Regions from separate parts of the Sus scrofa genome. Here region 1 is linked to region 2. Evidence: chromatin contacts called from public Hi-C data. All regions are on one chromosome and are shown on one strand. The core of a region is the stretch at or near the end of the contact, and the rest is flanking DNA. Distances in the headings are between cores, read along the strand shown.

Region 1 (3,116 bases), core at 118-2,617, 36 kb before region 2:
CCCGCCTGACCAGGAGGGAGTAGTTCTTGGAGAAATCTTCGCGCCCAGAGGGTCTCAGATTCTGGCTGGCGGAGCCCTCAGCTCCGGCGCAAGTGCGTCGCAACCAAGGGGCCCCCCAGACAAATCCATTATTCTGAGGCTAAGGGGGACCTGGGACGAGGGCGCGCGCTCAGGCCGGGAGAAAGGGTCATGGGGGGATGCTGCTAAGGGGACGTCGGGCGTATGGACACTTTTCAGACCGGTGGGGCCCAGTAAGGGAGGAGGCTGCCCGGTTAGGAGCCTTCGGGACCCCGATCCTGCCGTCATCCCTCCCGCCTTTTCTCCGCGTTAACCCCTTCCCAGCCCCGCCCCCGGCGCGGCTCGGATTACTAAACGCATTCGCAGAGACCGAGGCGGGAGCGGAGCCCGGGGCCTTTGTAGCGGAGCGCTGGGCCGCAGGGCGGGGGGTGGGAGTACTGGGCAGACTGTTTCCTTCGATCTCGTCACCCGTAGACAGGAAGAGTGACTATAACCCCAAATCTATAGGAAATGCTGGATCTCTTGCCGCGAAATCACTGGTACCTCATTGAAGCCTGGAATCCTCTAATTCTAGGAAACTAGAGCATCCTGAACTCTCATGAAATCTGAAGGCCCCCCACCTCCACACAATTTTCCACAAGCCGCTCCACCATCCACTCAAAACTCCATGTCTTCCTAACACATTAGGAAAAGGTCACTTTTAATTAATTCAGCGGTTCCTCAACCCTAGAAAACGAGGACATCTCACGTCCCCCATAAAGGCTCTTAATAACTTCCCATACTCTTCCTCTTTAGGCATCCAAGAAGCTTGGGGGACCCTCTTCCAGCTCGGTCCCCCATCCATCATCTTAGAAGGCAAAGCCCCATCCCCAAATAAACTGTGACCTTCCTCCGAATAAACTCTAGAATTCCCTGGAGCCGTATCTGTCTCTACCGCACGGGAGGAGAATCCCTCCGCTTGAAATCTCAGAACACCTCAGATTCTAACCTCTGCGAAATAGAGGGCCCCAATAAATCCAAGGGCTCTGGTTCTTCATCCCTATCCCGACGCAGCGGCAAAATCCGAAAGTCCTGGTCTTCTTGGGCTGCCAGACTTATTGAGTGGAAGGGGCACAAGGAAGAGGGGGCCGAAGCAGGGCTTACCCGGCCGGGCGGCCCGGGATCACCGCAACCTCGACGGCCTGGCTGGGGCGGGCGGCGGAGGCGGCGGTGGCGGCGGCTGCAAGGAGCGGCAGCAGGAGCACCAGCAGGAGGGGGCGGCGGCCGCTGGGTCCAGGCAGCCGCATCGTGTCCGGCGTGGAGTCTCGCTCCAGGCGGCCCGTCTGTCCAGCGGGTCCGGCTTGGCGCGGCCCCGCCTTCCGCCCCCGCCGGAGGCCGACTCATTTTCTCCACTGTCCCAGTCGCGGGCTGTGAACTTCCCGCCAATCAGAGCCCCGCGCCGCCAGGGGGCGCTGCCCGCGCTACCAATCGGGAGGCGACAGGGGAGGGGCTAAAGGTACAGGTGCCGGGCATAGGGCGCTGGGGCCTGGACTTCTCAGTGCTGTGGGGGGTACTGGCTCAGTGAACCCTCTGGCAAAGAAGAGGCCCCAAACGTAAAGGTTTTGGGACCCCTCCCACTCGATGCGTAGGCGGCGGCCAGGTTCCCCTAAACCAGACTCCTACTCAAAGACCTCATCCGTTGGCTGACAGTCCTGGGAGCAGTCCATCCGAATTTGCTCCCAGACTGACTTAGATGCTGAAAGATCCAACGGACGCTACACTGAGCCCCAGGTCTGGCCCCTCTGAGTCCCAGGCCCACTCTGGATCTTCCCGAAGGATCTGCTCTTTCTCAAGGCCCCGTGTTTCAGGGGTTCCAGGCTCAACAAATAGCTTCCTCGGGAAGCTGTAGGTTCTGCCCTTCAGAGGACCCAGGCTTCCCCTGACCCACAGACTCTGCTCCCAGAGGCCTCCGGCTCTGCCCTCCTATTGCATCCCTCTCCACCACCACTCTTAGAGGCTATCACACCTTCTTCCCTGTCTGAATCGTTAAAGGCTCCTAAGGGCACCCCCTCCTACTTCCAGACTTGCAGAATTTCTCCTTAGAGAATTCCAGTCGCCTCCATTCCTAGTGAACTCTGCCATTAGGAGCCCCAAGCCACAAAGGGCCTTGGTCCCCACCTGCACCCATTTTCGTAGGTTCCAGGATCCAAGCCCCTCCCAACTCAAGAGGGTCTCAAACCCAGCCCCTTCCTTTCACTATGTATTAAAGGCCCCGTCTTCTCTCCATGGAATTACAAACCCCCACCTCTCTCCCAAGGGCGCTGCCCCTAGAGCTTCAGAGGCTGCTCCCTAGGTGCCCTCTTCCGCTCTTGAGTTTTAGGCCACAACATTTCCCACAGAGAATTGGGCCAAGGCCCCACATTTAGGATCCCAAACCCTACTCTTTTCATGTTTGTCCCCCTGCAGAGGTTCCAAACGTCATCTCTCACAGCCGTTTTATTCTCAAGCTTTCCCATTCTGTGACTGTGAGCCCTGCCACCAGAGGATCCCAGGCTCCACCCACAGAGGGTATTAGGCCACCAGCCCAGACCGTACAGCTGACCACAGACTAAGGACAGCAATCAATTCAGCTTTGCCCTCACCCCCAACTCCTGTTTCTTCTTCCAGATGGGGAGTGTGCAAGGCGGGCAGGAGACCCCTTCACCCTCCTGCGTTCCGGTGAGGCACACGGGCTGACTCACACAGCCACACTCACATGTTACCGCCACCGACAGCAATCCTTGCCTCCACCCACCCAACACCGAAACCCAGAAGCCTGGGCCCACCCACCACCCAGGGACACACAGCCCCTTGGAGCAGTAACGACGGCTCTCAGGCCCCACTCACTGGCGTTCGTGGGCTGTTGCGGCTCAATGATGGAGTGCCTGGCTCTGCCCACTGAATATGTGCTCTGTGTCCCTGTCTTCGTGTAGCTCCCGTGATCCCTGCTAAAGTGGCCCTGCAGGACAGAACGTCCCTGCCCCTGTCGCCCCTCTCCCCATCTCCTACCCTGTGGCTGGAGCGCTTGCTGGGGGCGCTGCCGAAATTTCTCCCTTCTGCTTGGGATCCAGGGCATCTTC
Region 2 (2,971 bases), core at 270-2,769:
AGAGATCCAGAGATTTGAGAGGCTCAGAAGCCCCCACTGTGCTCAGCATAGGAGTCAGCACTCTGTCCTCTCTCCCTATAGGTGTTTGGAGTTCTTGTTTGTTTGCTGTCTTTTTTTTTTTTTTTAAGGTTACACCTGTAGCATATGGAAGTTCCTCGGTCAGGGGTCGAATCGCCTCCTCAGTCACAGCAACACCCGGGGCCACCCACATCTGTGACCTACACTGCAGCTTGTGGCAACGCCGGATCCTTAACCCACTGAGTGAGGCCAGGGATAGAACCTGCATCCTCAGGGATACTAGTTGGGTTCTTAACCCACTGAGTCACAACAGGAGCTCCTGTCTGTTGTCTTCTTTATTGTGGCCCAATAGATGGCCTCACTTCTAGTCACAGGACCCTGATTTTCTTTGGGGGAACCCCCTTGCCTCCATCTCAGCTCAGATAATTCAGTTAAGGCTGACCCCAGCTGCAAGTTCCAGGGGTGGCCCTTAGCCCAGACCAGGCCATTCAGAGCCATCTACATCCCTGGTCACCAGTAGTAGCTCAGGGTAGACATGTGACTCAAATTGTGCCTAACAGTTATTCCTGGGACAACTTCGGAAATTCTTGAGAGAGAAAAATTCCCCTCAGCTTTACTGGTGGGATGTAAACTTGAATCTGTTGGAGATCTTTTACCAGTAGGAGAAAAGAGTTGGCCTGAGAACAAAGCTAACAGGAAAAGAAAAAAAAAAAAAAGGAAATGAGAGATTCATGACTTCATGACATCTTGGAAGCAGCTGGATGCATCTGTACCTGTTGTCCACAGTCTTCTCAATTATCAGAACCAGTAAATTCCCTTTTTTGGCTTTAATCACCTCAAGCTATTTTCTATCATTCGTATCCAAATGTGTCCTAACCCTCACCCTTGCCCTGGCTCTGCTCACCTGATTCTTTTTGATGTACTGCTGGACGGCCTGCAAACCATTGCCTCGCTCTGTCTGCAGGGCCAGTGGCAGCCGCTCCTGGACCCACGCCTGGAGAGGAATCAGGGAGCAGGTCAAGAGGAGGACACAGGGAGCAGGGCAAGGACCCTGACGTCCCAACTAAACTGTAAGCATCCAAGCCTCCACACCTCCAAGGCCCTTCCTCACCTAAAAGCCTGCTCGCATCTTCAGTTTCCTCTGAAGACGTCTCCATGCTCTGTCCTGCTCTATGCCCTTGCAACAGGCTCCTGCTCACTCCTGACCTTTGCACAGGCAGGTCCTGCTTCCTGGATTCCCTTCTCACTCCCTCAGCAGGCTCCCTCATACTCTTCCTTCGTGTCTCAGCTCAGACAATTCCTTTTCCAGGAACCTCTCCCTGACTTTGGAACTTGGCTGGTTGCCTGCTCTGGGCTCCCACGGCCGCCTGGCTTCCCCATCACAGTCCTAACCACCCCGGGTTATCCTGATTTAGGACAAGTCTGTTTTCCTCTTTGGACTCTGAGTTCCCATGCGCAGGAAGAGGCAGGATCTGCCCGGTGACTCTCGTGATCCTAGCGTCAGGTTTGGGCTGGGCCCAGAATGATCGAGTGAATGAGCAAATTGGAGAGTGAATGAATGAGTGAGCAGATCCGGAAGTGAGTGGCTAAGGAAATGAATGGGTGAAGGACAAGTAAGTGAATAACAAATCAGTGAGTGAAGGAAGAAATAAAGGATGAGTAGATAAATAAATCAACGACCATGGCTAAATCAACGATTTAAAGTGTTAATGACATGAGAACGAACGAATGAATGAATGAGTAAATTAAAAAGTTAAGGGTTGAATGACTGGCTCTATCATTGTATCAGTGGGTAGGTCTTCCAGCCGTCGCCACCCTTGAACCCGCAAGGTCCCACGGCCCGCCCCCTCCCAGTCTCCGCCCCCTCTGCCCGCCCCATCCTCGCACACCCCCGGCCCTTACCCTGGCCCCGCCCCGGATCCCCGCGCGGATCCTCACCAGCTCATCGTCGAGGTCGTGCGCCACCTGGTGCAGCTCCTTGGAGGCGAGCAGCAGGCGGCGGCGCTCCTGCAGCGGCTCGAGCAGACGCACCAGGCGCTCGCCCACCGCGTTCTGCCGCTCGCCCACCAGCTCCTTGCTCGCCGGCTCCAGAGGCAGCGCCGCGGTCTGCGCCTGCAACTCTCCCACCTCGCGGTACCACTCCTCCACCTGCGACTCCATCGACTGTGGGGACAGCGCGGGGTCAGCCCCCCCCGCCACACACACACCCGGAACCCGCTGTGGTATTCCAATTCCAGCACCTTTCTGGTGACAGCCAAACCCCTGGCCGCGGCCAGCTATTCCACTCTCGCCTTGCTCAATTGTTCCAGAAGCATTGCCCTCCTCGCTGATTCTGCAACCCACTAAGCTAGCTCCTGCCTCAGGGCCTCTGCTGTTGCTGTTCCCTCTGCTCAGCATGCTCTTCCCTGTCTATCAGATTTCAGCTCAAATATTATCTTTTCAAAGAGGCTTACCTGACCCCCTGGACTAAAGCGTCCATTAGTTTATTAGTTCTCGGGAAACCCTTTCAAGGTTGCTAGTATCCCTGTTTTACAGAGGAGGAAACTGAGGCCCAGAAAAGTTAGGTAATTTGTCCAGATTCAGCCTTTCCAAATATCAAAAATAAACACAAAGCTATAGAGATTTAAATGGCTGAAGTGCCACAGGGATAGACAGAAAGTGCAAACGCAGACGCAAATACACAGGAGGATTCCTACAGTTTATAGATGCCGTTTCCAATCTCCAAGGAAAGGATGGATTATTCAGTAAATGGTCAGGGGCCAAGTGGCTGACCAATTTAGCTGGATCCCTTCCTCGCTCTTTATGCTGAAACCAATTCCAGATGGATTAAAGACTTAGGTGGAATAAGTAAACCCATGAGGCATACCAAGAAAACCTGGGCAAACGCTTTGATAATCTTGGGATGGAGAAAAATCTTTCCAAGCGTACAAACCATAAAGGGAAAGATTTATAA

The links. Hi-C and Micro-C count contacts between places; a contact is called where the count stands out from the background.
Region 1: a contact with region 2 is called in a Hi-C map of retroperitoneal adipose tissue, with 2.3 times the contacts expected there. The contact joins the promoter of LTBP4 here to the enhancer-like site in region 2. A contact is called at or near these places in 1 of 5 promoter capture datasets (liver), 18 of 47 Hi-C or Micro-C datasets (alveolar macrophages, blood, brain and 11 more) and 1 of 2 datasets of contacts at active chromatin or transcription factors (skeletal muscle).

The regions. Positions count from the first base shown.
Region 1 is chr6:48,829,269-48,832,384 of Sscrofa11.1, reverse strand. It overlaps LTBP4 (latent-transforming growth factor beta-binding protein 4), which reads right to left and starts at 1,367. Exons shown (of 34, transcript XM_021094399.1): 1 at 1,162-1,367. The coding sequence starts at 1,304.
Region 2 is chr6:48,793,214-48,796,184 of Sscrofa11.1, reverse strand. It overlaps SPTBN4 (spectrin beta chain, non-erythrocytic 4), which reads right to left. Exons shown (of 36, transcript XM_021094394.1): 21 at 1,957-2,181; 22 at 923-1,012. Among named protein-coding and RNA genes, the nearest start is that of SHKBP1, 18 kb to the left of the region's middle. Within about 2 kb of position 1,519, at least 8 of the 83 cell types and tissues checked have an H3K27ac peak or open chromatin away from gene starts, as enhancers often do. A contact at or near this core is called in retroperitoneal adipose tissue, where this site is marked.